Linked DNA regions of Sus scrofa: regions 2 and 3 are each linked to region 1. The links are chromatin contacts, called in public HiChIP or PLAC-seq maps. All regions are on one chromosome and are shown on one strand. The core of a region is the stretch at or near the end of the contact, and the rest is flanking DNA. Distances in the headings are between cores, read along the strand shown. Region 1 holds the start of EIF3D (eukaryotic translation initiation factor 3 subunit D). Region 2 holds the start of KCTD17 (BTB/POZ domain-containing protein KCTD17). Region 3 holds the start of TST (thiosulfate sulfurtransferase).

The links. HiChIP or PLAC-seq counts read pairs in DNA pulled down with a chosen protein or histone mark.
Region 2: an H3K27ac HiChIP or PLAC-seq map of alveolar macrophages shows a contact between it and region 1. The contact joins the promoter of KCTD17 here to the promoter of EIF3D in region 1. A contact is called at or near these places in 4 of 47 Hi-C or Micro-C datasets (mesenteric adipose tissue, retroperitoneal adipose tissue, skeletal muscle and 1 more) and 1 of 2 datasets of contacts at active chromatin or transcription factors (alveolar macrophages).
Region 3: an H3K27ac HiChIP or PLAC-seq map of alveolar macrophages shows a contact between it and region 1. The contact joins the promoter of TST here to the promoter of EIF3D in region 1. A contact is called at or near these places in 3 of 5 promoter capture datasets (fetal liver, fetal skeletal muscle and liver) and 2 of 2 datasets of contacts at active chromatin or transcription factors (alveolar macrophages and skeletal muscle).

What each region holds. Positions count from the first base shown.
Region 1 is chr5:11,211,392-11,215,669 of Sscrofa11.1, reverse strand. EIF3D (eukaryotic translation initiation factor 3 subunit D) reads right to left here and starts at 2,358. Exons shown (of 15, transcript NM_001244723.1): 1 at 1,884-2,358.
Region 2 is chr5:10,717,080-10,721,357 of Sscrofa11.1, reverse strand. KCTD17 (BTB/POZ domain-containing protein KCTD17) reads left to right here and starts at 2,391. Exons shown (of 7, transcript XM_021091530.1): 1 at 2,391-2,617; 2 at 4,083-4,191. The coding sequence starts at 2,423.
Region 3 is chr5:10,746,800-10,751,077 of Sscrofa11.1, reverse strand. TST (thiosulfate sulfurtransferase) reads right to left here and starts at 1,814. Exons shown (of 3, transcript XM_005663810.2): 1 at 1,465-1,814; 2 at 1-329. The coding sequence starts at 308. MPST (3-mercaptopyruvate sulfurtransferase) reads left to right here and starts at 1,252. Exons shown (of 3, transcript XM_021091532.1): 1 at 1,252-1,340; 2 at 2,809-4,278. MIR9819 (microRNA 9819) reads left to right here and starts at 1,468; the gene lies at 1,468-1,565.

The DNA of each region.
Region 1 (4,278 bases), core at 1,109-3,608:
GGCATGAGAAAACTTAGGTCACGTAAAAGTGGCCATATAGCCAATATTCATAAATATTATGAGTACCAGGTACACTTAGTGCTCACTACGCGTATAAATTCACACCTCCCAACAATCCCAAGGTAGGGCCAGTATTATCCCCACTTTCCAAATAAGAAAACTGAGGCACAGAGGAATCAAGAAACTGCCCAAGGGCACAACACTAATTGATGAAAAATCTGAACCCAGGCCGACTGGCTTCAGAGTCCCCTTTCTGTGTGATGCTAGAGCTCCTTTCAGGTGAATGAAAACCAGAGGCTCCAGAAAGATGCTCACTGGACAGTTCCTATCAAAAACATAGGCAGGAGTTCCTGTTGCGGCTCAGCGCAAACGAATCTGACTAGCATCCATGAGGATGTGGGTCTGATCCCTGGCCTCGCTCAGTGGGTTAAGGATCTGGCACTGCTGTGAGCTATTGTGTAGATCATAGACACGGCTCGGATCTGGTGTTGCCGTGGCTGTGGCTGTGGCGTAGGCCGGCAGCTGCAGCTCTGATTCAACTTCTAGCCTGGGAACTTATATACGCCGAGGCTGCGGCCCTAAAAAAAGCAAAACAACACCCCTCCAACCAAAGCATAGGCATTTACCACCCACTGTAATCCTCTGCAAATGTTCAGAAGTTCAGTTCCCAGGGGAAAATTCATTATACAAGTATTTTTTGGCATCTGGAAAACAATCAAAGAGCACAGGGTACTAAATTTAGAAAACTCTCTTCCTCCTTCCCATGTGGGAAAACCAAGGCTTCCTACAGAAGTGACACTTGGGAGACAGGGAATGAACCTAGGAGCACTGTCCTCCAACTTGAACTTAAATTGTACTTCAGAAAGTGGACCGGGTGAAGGGGTGATGGTCTCAATTCAAGCTCCTACAACATGTCAGATGCTACACCACTAACCCCCCACCTCCTCTCCCCCCATTTTAGGGATAAAAATGGGCAGTTCTGCCAAATCGAGCAGTTGATCTGCCCATCATTTCAAAATGGATTTGATTTCTAAGGCTGTCTGCCCAAGTCCAAGGCTCTTCCCATGATTTTATAGCTGAAAAGCAGTCTGAAAAGATCTGGGGTTTCAGGCCGTATCAAGAAGGCAGTATCTCCAAACACACTTAAAAAAAAAGTCTCCTTGTTTTGGCAGAGCTCATGGAAAACAGGCCCAAGGTTTGACAGCATTTCTCCAGGGGGCAGAAGTCACCTGGTTTCAACACACGTAATCTAAGAATGAGCAGAATGGAACCAGCAGGAGAAACTAAGCCTTTCAGTTAAAAGGGAGTGACAGCTGTACTGGCTACAGAGGCAGGATGAGGAGGCACCAACAGGGCAGTCAGAGGCGGCCTTGTGGCCGGCAGGCCCCAGTACTGTGTACGTTTTCGCGGCCACTGCGGTCACCAATTGCTGGAAAGTAGGGAGTTTCAGATCAGACATCACGCTACTCCATCCTAGACTTCCATTTCACACAAAAGTAAGAGAACTTGGACTGTGAACTCCTCAGAGCAGGGCCGAACACCGCTCGGTTTGGCACCCCCAATACCTCACTCATAAAAACTCAGGGAGCCATGGGCCACTTTAAAAAGATCCTGAGACCCACTTGGGTTAAGTAATATGATCACATTCGCCCACCCCCTGGCCGCTAAGCGTTATCTGGGGCCAGGGACCACAACCTCAGGGAACTGCCCGGCATCCCGCACTGGGTCCGGCCCCGAAGGCCGATACCTGTCCCGCCCGTGGAAGGACAGCGGCAGCAGGAGGGGGTGTACAGAGGTCTCTTCCGGTAAGCCCCCCCGGAAGGCCAGGCGCAGCCCAAGTCGGCTCCGGAGATCCGCAGGACCGTACGGAACACGACACTCACCCGCAACGGCTTTAGCCGGCCCCGATGGCGAGAGATAGTGCAGGCCGGAGACCGCGCCACAGCCTGCGTTTCAAGGAATCGGGAAAGGAGGAGAGATGCGCGCGCAGCGGCCGGTGCCGTAAACACGACCCGCTATGTCGTAAATAGCTCGCCAGCTTCCTTCCGGTTCGGCGGCGGAACGCACGAGTCGTAAAGTGAAGGCACACCCGGAAGTATATCGGTGTTCTTTTCGAGGTGTTCTTATTAGCCTCCGAGGCTGCAAGACTCCAGAGGATGTTTGCCGTTACGTCATGGGGTATCCGGGGACGCTCCGAGAAGGCGTTCAAGTTTTTTAAAACGTGGCGGCTCTCAGTTGAAGCTGGAGGTGGCGAGTGGCTGACAGCGCCTTTATGTCCCACAATGCCTCGCGGGACGCTTCGGCCTCTCTGTGTCCCGCAACGACCCCAGGCTCCTACCTTCTTTTAGCGCTGGTGTGTTTCGATTCTCCCCGCTAGGGGGAGGTCGAGCGTCTCAGGCAGATTTTGTCGTGATTCCTGGTTTTTTCACGGTTTCGGAAGCTGAGGCCAGGAGATGCAAAGTGACCTCGTAAGATCACACTGCTAGTGTGGAGGGTGGCTGCCTGGGTTTAAACCATACCTCTACGGTTGTCAAACCTTATAATTCGACAAAGATTTCTGGAGTGTTAATTTGAAAAAAATGTAGATTTTGGGTCTAACGTCCATGGAGCCCAGGAACCTGCATTTTTATTAGCAGCTGTGATTCTGAAGTGGTGACTCAGGAACCACTTTCCTACAATGGCATTTTTACATATTATTTTTTATTTTATTTTATTTTATTTATTCATTTTTTTTTCCCACTGTACAGTAAGGGGGTCAGGTTATCCTTACATGTATACATTACAATTACATTTTTTCCCCCACCCTTTGTTCTGTTGCAACATGAGTATCTAGACATAGTTCTCAATGCTATTCAGCAGGATCTCCTTGTACGGTGCTGTCCTTTTAGAAACTCCCAGCTTACCGAGTTTGTTCTGGAGTCTTATTGGGGAATTTCAAAACATTAAAAGAAAATCTGAGCATGTGATTTTTGTTCAAACCTCAGATTTTTTTCTACCTGGTCTCCCAAGTTTCCTTATCAGTCTCTCAGCATGTCTTCTTTATTGGAAAATAAATCTGCTATTAGATCTGATAACTGGTCACGGCCATGCCACTTACTAGCTGTGTAGCCCTCACATCTCTGGGTCTCAGTTTCCTTATCTGTAAATTGAAGATGAAAATAAGAGGGTACAGTGAAGGTAAAAATAAATGTATGTGAAAATACTGAAGAATCCACTTACTAGTCGGGAGAACCTGGATAGGTTCTAGATCTCTCTAAACCTTGTTCACCTGTAAAATGCAAATGGTAATAGCAGCATGTGTTTCCACAGTTCTTTCCTGATCTGTTCATCTTCCTCATCTTCTAGTTTTTCTAATTTTTGTTCATGGTACCCATGGAATGGTGCTCATTGCAAAATGTGGTAGTCATCACTGGTAGTTCCTTTTCCCTTTTCCACCACATTCAGTCCTTCAATAAGTCCTCTTTATTCTTCAAAATACATTTTGGAGTTCCCTGGTGGCACAGTGGGTTAAGAACCCGGCATGGTTGCTGCTGTGGCTCAGATCCCTACTGTGGTGCGAGTTTGATCCCTGGTCATGGAACTTGCACATGCTGCAGGTGCAGCCAAAAAAAAAAAAAAAAAAAAAAAAAAAAAAAAAAAAAAAAAAAAAAAGAAAAAAGAAAAGAAAAATCTTGAACGCTGCCACTTTCCCCCATCATCTCCAGCTTCATGCTTGGACTCCCAGTGTCCACTCTTGTCCTTCTAGGGTTCCTTCTTGTCAGGGTGGTCAAAGCAATCTATTCACAGCCTTCCATCAGCTTCCCATTATGTACTTGGAGTGAAATGCAAATGTCTTCTCGTGGCCTGTCTGGTCCTTCACTACCCTTCATCTTTATATTCTGCCATTTTCTTCTCACTCAGCTCCAGCCGTCATGCTTTTCTTTTTATGCCAGGGGGCTGTGGTGAGAATTAAATGAGTTAGCGTAAGATCTTGGAATAGTACCAGGCACGTGGCCAGGGAGAGAGTGAATGAGGGCATGACCAGGTTACTCAGAAGGGTGGTTTGTTGAGGACACGGGCTGGTAAAGATCTAGGGGAGATGTGTCCCCGGCACCAGAGAACAGCAGGTGACAAGGTCCAAGGCAGAAAAGAGCCTGTGCATGACCCAGAAAGAGTAAGCTGCCATCTGGAAACGTGCAGGTCATGGAACAGTGTGTGATTTTATCCTCAGCATAAAGGTAAGCGACCGAAGGATTTTAAAGGGGGGCGGGATGGAGGGAGGGATGCTCTGGTCTAGCA
Region 2 (4,278 bases), core at 1,142-3,641, 490 kb after region 1:
TCCAAATCTGTTCATTCAAACTGGCCCCTGCTTGGTCTCTGGAGTATGGCTCTTGTCCCTCACCTTCCAGGTGGTGTCCCATCCTCTCCATCCACTGGCGCCACCTGGAGACAGGTTTCCCAGGCCCCCACCTCTGGGACTTTTATGTCCTCTTTGGGGAGGGGGTCCTCCTTCCTGTTCTGGGTTCAGGACAGCACCGCCTGTCCTCTCCAGCCCACGCTACTCTCCTGAATATCACACCTGCAGGGACAAATGTCACTTGCCCGCAGGCACTGCAAATACAAGTTCCAAACTGACCTCCTCATCCCTGATTGCTCCCAAGATCTGCCTCTCCTGCTTCAGCAAAGCTGTTGGTTCAAGCCAGGAGCCAGGGCGTCAGCACGGCCCCTCCCCCTTTTCCCCCTCCTCCCCCCTTCCCAGAATCCCTTCAACATTTACTTCTCCCCCTCCTCCCCCCCTGAGTATCCACTGAAGCATCCACCCCTGATTTGGCCCGTTGATGTTGGCTTCGTTAGGGCTTCCCTACTCCTCACTCAGGTGGCCTCCTGGCTGGTCTCTTGGGGCTTCGAACCATCCCTGCTGAAACCCCCAGAGTGATCCAAGGGACAGATTTGACCATGTCACTCCCTGCCTCCAGCGCTTACGTGGGAAAAGAAATATTCCCGCTATGGTTTTGTCTGAGCTGACAGTGGTTGAGGACTTAACCCAGTGCTGGGGGAGCTGCTGATCTTCCAAGGCCAGTTCATATCCCATATCCCATTTCATTCATTCACTCATCCATTTATTCAGTATAGGACAAGCCAGAGACCATGTCAGGTGTTTCACAGCCATAATTCAGTCTTCACAACAGTGCTGTCCAGGAGCAAGAATTCTTTTTCTTTCTTTCTTTTCTTTTCTTTTTGTCTTTTGGCCTTTTCTAGGGCTGTTCCTGTGGCATATGGAGGTTCCCAGGCTAGGGGTCTGAATCGGAGCTGTAGCCTCCAGCCTACGCCAGAGCCACAGCAACATGGGATCCGAGATGCGTCTGTGACCTACACCACAGCTCACGGCAACACCAAATCCTTAACCCACTGAGCGAGGCCAGGGATGGAACTTGCAACCTCGTGGTTCCTAGTCGGATTCATTAACCACTGAGCCATGATGGGAACTCCTCTTTTTCTTTTCTTTTCTTTCTTTCTTTCTCTCTTTTTTTTTTTTTTTTTTTTTTTTTTTGGCTTTTTAGGCCCTCGACATATGGAAGTTCCTGGGCTAAGGGTCGAATCGGAACTGCAGCTGCTGGCCTATACCACAGCCACAGCAATGCTGGATCCAAGCCACATCTGTGTCCTGCACCACAAATGTGGCAACGTGGGATCCTTAACCCATTGAGCGAGTCCAGGGATTGAATGCACATCCTCAGGGATACTGTGTGGGGTTCTTAACCCACTGAGCCACAACAGGAACTCCCCAGTAGCAACTATTCTAATTCTCTATTCAGGGAAAACTGAAGTTCAGGGGGGAAGTTGCTCAAGTTCACACTTGAACTTGTGCTTAAGAGAACACAAGTTCCTAGGAGCAGGAGTCTGGTAGCAGTGCCACTTTCCCTGCCAAGGGGAAAGCAGAGCTGGAGGAGTTATAAGCTTTCCCCCAGTGCAGGGCCAGGCTGCCCAGTGTGCGGGGCCAGTGGGTGTGACACTGGCATTGTGACACTGGCATCATGGAGCAAAGTCTCAGGTCCTCCCCCTACTCCAGGACCAGGACTGAAACCATGAGAAGGAAAGGAAATTAAGGAGGAAAGCTTCCCTTCAGCCCTTGGCCCTTCTTCTCATGTCAGCTGTTTGATAACCCATATTGGACAAAAGGAAAATGATGCTGGGAGACCAAAGAGGACGATTGCTGGCTTGGGGTCTCACTCACTCTTCTCCCAGTGACTTGGAACTTGACCGTCACTTCTGGTGAGGGGGTGGGGCTGGAATGGTCGGGGGGGGGAGGGGGTTGGGATTGGCACATGCGCACTGAGGTATGAATGACTGGCCAACCCGTACCTGTGCAGCACAGAAAACTCTACCCAATGTTCTGTGATCATCTATGTGGGAAACGAGTCCGAAAGAGAATAGACGTGTGCATGTCCAACTGAATCACTTTGTTGTACAGCAGAAATTCTCACATTGTAAATCAACTAGACTTCAACGCAACTTTAAAAAAATGACAGAAAAATAACAACTTGACCTTCTCCAGAGTAATTTGGCCAAGGACTTCTTTAAGAGACACCCGCTTGCGGGTCTTCCAGGAAGGGTAAAGGAGGGCAGGACTGGGGAAGGCAGGATCGCGGGGGTCGGGGGACCCTCAGCCGGGGCTCCACCTGCGGGGGGCGGTGCGAACTACAGCTCCCGGCATGCCCTGCGCGCGGTACCTGCCCGCCTCCAGCCGCCTCGCCGGGAGGATGCAGACGCTGGGAAGAGCGATGAGGATGGAGGCCGGCGAGGCAGCGCCGCCGGCGGGGGCGGGCGGCTGGGGCAAGTGGGTGCGGCTCAACGTGGGGGGCACGGTGTTCCTGACCACCCGGCAGACGCTATGCAGGGAGCAGAAGTCCTTCCTCAGCCGCCTGTGCCAGGGGGAAGAGCTGCAGTCCGACCGGGTGAGGCCCACGGGGTGGGCGGCTGTCGGGCTGGGGATCCTTCGCTCGCTGGAATCTGGCTCTCCGGCCTGGCACCCCCTCGGGGCTGGAAACCCGGCCGGGTTTATTTCCAAGAGCTGGAGGCGGGAAGAACTGGCTGGAGCCCGGGAGAAGGAAGTGGATCGGAGAGTGAGGGATGTGCCATTGCCGTGGCAACAGGACAACGCCAGGCTGCGGCCATTTGGAGCTTTTGTGCCCAGGGCTCCCAACCCCGGAGGCTGATGGATGGGGACTCTCACCCTGCTTTGGAACTGGGGGGAGGGACAGACCCCTAGGGCCTTTTCTCCTGCCCAAACCGGACTCCTGCACCACAGAAGGAGTGCAAGGCTACTTCTCCCCGCCGTTTGGGGTGTGGGTGGCCTGGTGTGCCAGGAGCTGGGTGGAGAAACCCCAGGGTGTGTTCTGAGCTGGGCTTCATCTGGGAGGAGCGCTGGCCTGGGGCACCATTTCTGGGTTCCCATCTCGGCTTTAAAACTGCCTGCATGACTCTGGGTCAGATACTTCCCTGCGCCAGGCTCAGCCTCCTGCCTGCAACCCCAGGGGGCTGGTCAGGCAATGACCTCAAAGGCTCCCTCCATCCCATTTCCAGACCCTCTGATGCTATGACCTTGGGCGAGTCCCCTCACCTGATGATGTCTCTGCTTTCTCTCTGTAGAGTTGTGCTGATGCCCGCCCTGCCTCCCTGCAGGCTGAGGGTATCCAATGAGAGAGCGGTTCCTTTGGAAACTTGTAAACATCCCCAGAATGACCGGGGATCTAGTGAAGACAGCTTAGAGCTGGCTTCAGGAAACAGCCTCTAAGAGGGACAATCCCTGAGCCCTACTCTGGGTCGGATGCCACTCAGACCTTACTGGATGCTCACAATGTCCCCTCATTATGGGGGAGAGGAGTAAGGCTCAGAGAGGCCCATTCACTGGCCCAAGGTCACACAGCCAGGAAAAGGCAGAGGCAGGATTTGAACCTAGGTGTGTCTGACCCCAAAGGCTTTTTTCGTTTGCTTGTTTTTCATTTTAGGGCCGCACTCACGGCATATGGAAGGTCCCAGGCTAGGGATCGAATTGGCGCTGCAGCTGCTGGCCTACACCACAGCCACAGCAACACAGGATCCAAGCCACAACTGTGACCTACACCATAGCTCAGGGTAACACTGGATCCTTAACCCACTGAGCGGGGTGGGGGATCAAGTCTGCATCCTCATGGATACTAGTTGGGTTCTTAACCCGCTGAGCCACATGGAAACTCCTGACCCTGAAGCCTTTTAATTCCATCCTGCCCCTCTGTTCTGGGGATGAGCAAACCCTCTGCCTCTTCCTGCCCTCCCTCTGATCCTTTACTGGGACTGAAGTGAGGAGGGGGTGTGCAGGGTCAGACAGGGAGCGGGGGTTCGCTCTTCTCCTCTGACCGCCTGTGCCCCTCGCCCCCACAGGATGAGACTGGGGCCTACCTCATCGACCGAGACCCCACCTACTTCGGGCCCATCCTGAACTTCCTCCGGCACGGCAAGCTGGTGCTGGACAAGGACATGGCCGAGGAGGGTGAGTTGGTCCAGGGGGCTGCCCGGGGCCCACACCCCAGCCCTGTCCTGGGCGGCCTGCCAGGGCCTTCCATGGAGCTCCAAAGTT
Region 3 (4,278 bases), core at 565-3,064, 460 kb after region 1:
TTATCACCATCATACACCACCACGTGCGTGTTGTTGCTGATGCCCAGGCGGCCCACGTAGTCAGCGAAGCCCGCCTCGGTGGGCAGCATCATCTCGTAGGGTGACTCTCTGTTCCGGCACTCCTCTATGTCAAAGAAGGACGCGCCGGGCACATGGCGCTCTAGGTATTCCTTGCGAGCATCGCGGGTGCCCGGCGAGTACCAGGAGGCGTCCAGCACTCGCAGGCTTGGCCCCAGCTTGCCAGTCCGGACAGACTCCGCCAGCCACTTGGTGGAGACCAGCGCCCGGTAGAGCACCTGCTGAACCATGGTTTCAGCTCTGCGTGTCACCTGGCGCGGGTGGGAATCAGGAAAGAGACCGGTATGAGGACCGTGGGAGCAGTGGGGTAGGGCCTGGGAGGATGAGCTTTGCCCCGCTGCACTCCCCCGGGGTGTCGTGTTTACAGCAAGCCGGCAGGGCTGCTGGCGTGCGGTGGGGTTAGGGTTGTAGGTTCCCTAAGGAAAGCCTGTTTCCGCGTCTCCTTGCGCCCCCTCCCGCGCAGAAAGAGGTGGGGCGAGAGCTTCTAAGGGAGGGTGTCTGGCCCTACAAGCTGCAATCCTCGCCCTCAAGATCTTGTTTGAAGGTGCCCAGGTTGACGGGAGAAGGCATCCTGGGCTTAAAGCCCCCTTCCTGGGACTGCAGGAGAGTGGCTGCATGGGGACGGTTCGCTGGAGCCCTGCACGCACCCGCGCCTCGCGTCTAGCAAACCTTCCTGCGGCCTCTCAGCAACATGGGCTCGCCCGCCTCCCGAACGCCCCAGTCCAGCCCGGCCCGGTGCCCTCTGCCCCGGTTGGGGCCAGGGTGCTTGGGGCAGACCGCCCCACTCTCCCCACCGGGACCCTCCCCTGGGTGGCAGGTGGTCCGGCCGGCGGCCCAACTCCGGGCGGCCCGGGCGTCTGCTGCCGCCCCACCCCGCCGCACTCACTCGCCCTCGCCGCCGCCCTGGCGCTCGCCCCTGCCCGCTGGAGAAGTTGGCAGGTTCAAACCCGGAGCCCTCAACTCCCCGGCCGGCCCACTCCATTGCGCCTCCACGCAGGGGGGATCGTGCGCCCCTCGCCCAGCTCCGCGCTCCCGCCGCGGCGCCGCGTCCGTCCCCCGGCCACCCGCCCGGCTCGCAGCGCCTCTTAGATGCTCCAGGATCCGCCGCGGGCGGTGGGCGGCGCGGAAGGGGCGTGGGGCAGGGCTCGGCGGCTCGGGCCTCCCCCGCTCCCGCCTGGCCAGTGGAAGGCGCCGGCAGCCCGGGCTCCGAGTGGCCGCAGCAGTGGGCTGTGCCGTTGTCTCCTCCCTTTGGCCGGCAGCAGGTTGGTGACGGGAGGAGGGGACAGCTGCGGGCGCGGGGAGGGGGCGCTCTGCGCCGGGCAATGGCCGAGCCCGGAAGCCAGGATCCCGAGATTCGGGTGACTGCGGGGGCGGCGTGGCGCTTGCCTTTCTTTAGAGGGAGCTCGATCGTCCGGATGCTCAGCCTGGGACGTCCCCCCGCCGCCCCGGGGCCAGAGCAGAGCTGGGGGCTGCAGCCTAGCAGGGAAGGCGCGGCCCTGGCTTCACCCTCAGGATGGCTGTCCGCAGCAGCTGGGGGAGGCCGGCAGAATGGGGTCGGGCTGAGTGGCCGCGGGAGGGGGACCTGTGGAGGATGGTGTCACCTGGTGCCACCAGAGAGGGTAGGAGGGAGGGAGTAGGGCTCATAAAGCCGGAGAAGCCTGGGAGAGGAGGCCAGCTGACCCAGAGGCTCCGGGGAGGACAAACTGGCAAAGAACTTGCTGGAGCGAAAGGAAACTAACATTTGTCAAGGCCTGCTTGGTGAGGAACTCCGCAGGGTGCTCCTCCCCCGGGTGTCACTTCCCACAACAACCCTGCGGGTGTCACTTCCCACAACAGCCCTGCGGAGTAGGTCAGAAACTTAATTTAAACACCAAAGAGAGAGAACCAGCGGGTTGCCCAGGGGCACACGAGGTGAGGCGGAGACCAGGCTATCGTTAATCTTGGATCTTAAGCTCAGGAGGCTAGGGCTGCTTTTTTTTTTTTTTTTTTTTTTTTTTTTTTGTCTTTTTGCCATTTCTTGGGGCGCTCCCGTGGCATATGGAGGTTCTCAGGCTAGGGGTCCAATCGAAGCTATAGCCACCGGTCTACGCCAGAGCCACAGCAACGCCAGATCTTTAACCCACTGAGCGAGGCCAGGGATCGAACCCGCAACCTCATGGTTTCTAGTCGGATTCGTTAACCACAGAGCCACGACGGAACTCCTAGGGCTGCTTTTGTGTATCTTGCTCATCCCGGAAGCCTTATGCTTAAAACAAACAAACAAACAAACAAACAGAACACAAAAAAACAAAAAACCTGCATTTGTATTCAATCTTTACGTAAATTAATGTTTTTAGCATGGGTGTGTTAACTGCTGGAACACCACTGCCCCTGACTTTTTTTCTTTCTTTCTTTTTCTTTTTTTTTTTTTTGGTTTCTTAGCCAAAAAGCAGCATATGGAAGTTCCCAGGCTAGGGGTCTAATTGGAGCTGTGATTTGACCTATGCCACAGCCACAGCAACTCAAGATCCGAGCAGAAGCTGCGACCTACACCACAGCGCATGGCAATGCCAGATCCTTAACCCGCTGATCAAGGCCAGGGGTGGAACCTGCAGCCTCAAGGATACTTGTCAGGTTCCTTAAGGCTGAGCCACAAAGGGAATTCCTGCCCCTGACTTTTGCATATGCTGTTACATGTGCCTGGAATACTTTTCTCATCTCCCTTTTATTTTCTTTCTTTTTTTTTTTCAGCCTTCTGGTGGCATATGAAGTTCCCCTGGCCAGGGATCAGATCCAAGCCACAGTTGCAACCTAAGCTGCAGCTGTGGCCCCAGCGGATCCCTAACCCACTGTGCTGGCCTGGGGATGGAACCTGCCTCCTAGCACTCCCAAGACACCACCGATTCCATTGTGCCACAGTGGGAACTCCTCTCATCCCCCTTTGAAACATTCTTTTCATTCTGAGGCAATTATATTCTCACCAAAAGTGGCAAAAATTGGTCCTTCGCCAGGTCATCCTCTGAGCTTTGTGCTTTGCAGTTGGGGGAGAGAGTGTGCTGGGGAGGCCCTTGGAGAAGGGCCGGTCTGACTGGAGCCCTGTTCTTCCTGGGCCCACCCCAGACAGCAGGCCGGGGCTCACACTTCCTCTAGTATAGTTTGTATACACTCCGAAGATGGGTCTGGGGCTGTCCCGTTTGTCTTGGCGTCCTTAACCCCCGCGAGCAGTCCCACCTACAGCCGTCCAGGCCTGCCAAGCACACTGGGACCTGGTCCCCGCCCTTCAGTGACACACACAGCCTGCTCTCCCAGACCCGCCTCTGCCTCCCACAGTCCTTTATGAGAACTGCCAGTCCAGCGGGGCAGGTGAGGCAGGGTGACCTCAGGCCTCTGCAGTCCCCGCCAAGCCTGAAATGCTAAGCTTCTAGACAGGCCTGCCCTTGCACAACTTTTAAGCAGGGGAGTGGGGTTTGTACTGACTTTGGAGGGGTTCTGACTTCCAAATCAGGCTTCTTTCCACTCTAAATTCATCCTTGGGAGCAAAAGTCAAGGAGCCCCCAAAATGGCGAGGGGCAAAGGCTGCTGTGGTTCACAGCGTGGCTTTTTTTTTTTTGTCCCCCTGCCCGGAGGCATATGGAATTCCCGGGCCAGGGATCCGAGCAGCCAGTGGCAACCTCCATGGCATCTGCGGCAATGCTGGATCCTTAGTCCACTGTGCCCCGAGCTAGGGATCGAACCTGTGCCCCAGAGCTCGAGAGACACTGCTGGTCCCAATGCGCCACAGTGGGAACTACCGAAAGGTGTTCTTCGCAAAGGGGCCGGCAGTGTCCTCCAACATTATCGAACTATGGTGCAACCCACAAACACGGGGGTCTCCCCGCAGCCAAAGCCTCTTTGGCAGCCTCACCCCGAAGGTCAAACCGGGGTCATCGGAGCCCTTGACCATGTCAGATGAGGTGGGACTTCCCCTCCTCCCACCTTCCCCGGCCTTCCCACCCCAGGCCGCACTAGCGGCCGCCCTGGGCTCCCACCGAACTCCAGACTTTGTGCAATTACATGTTCTCTGGAGCAGGCCCTTGGGCTGCCTGAACTCTCAGAGCCTGGCAAAGCCAAGAGTCTCCCAGTATCCAGCATAGGACCTGGCGCATGGCAACGTGGTCCCTAAAGTCCAGGCTGCAGCAAGACCTTGGGAGGCGGCTGAGCACCAGGTACCACACCGTGGAC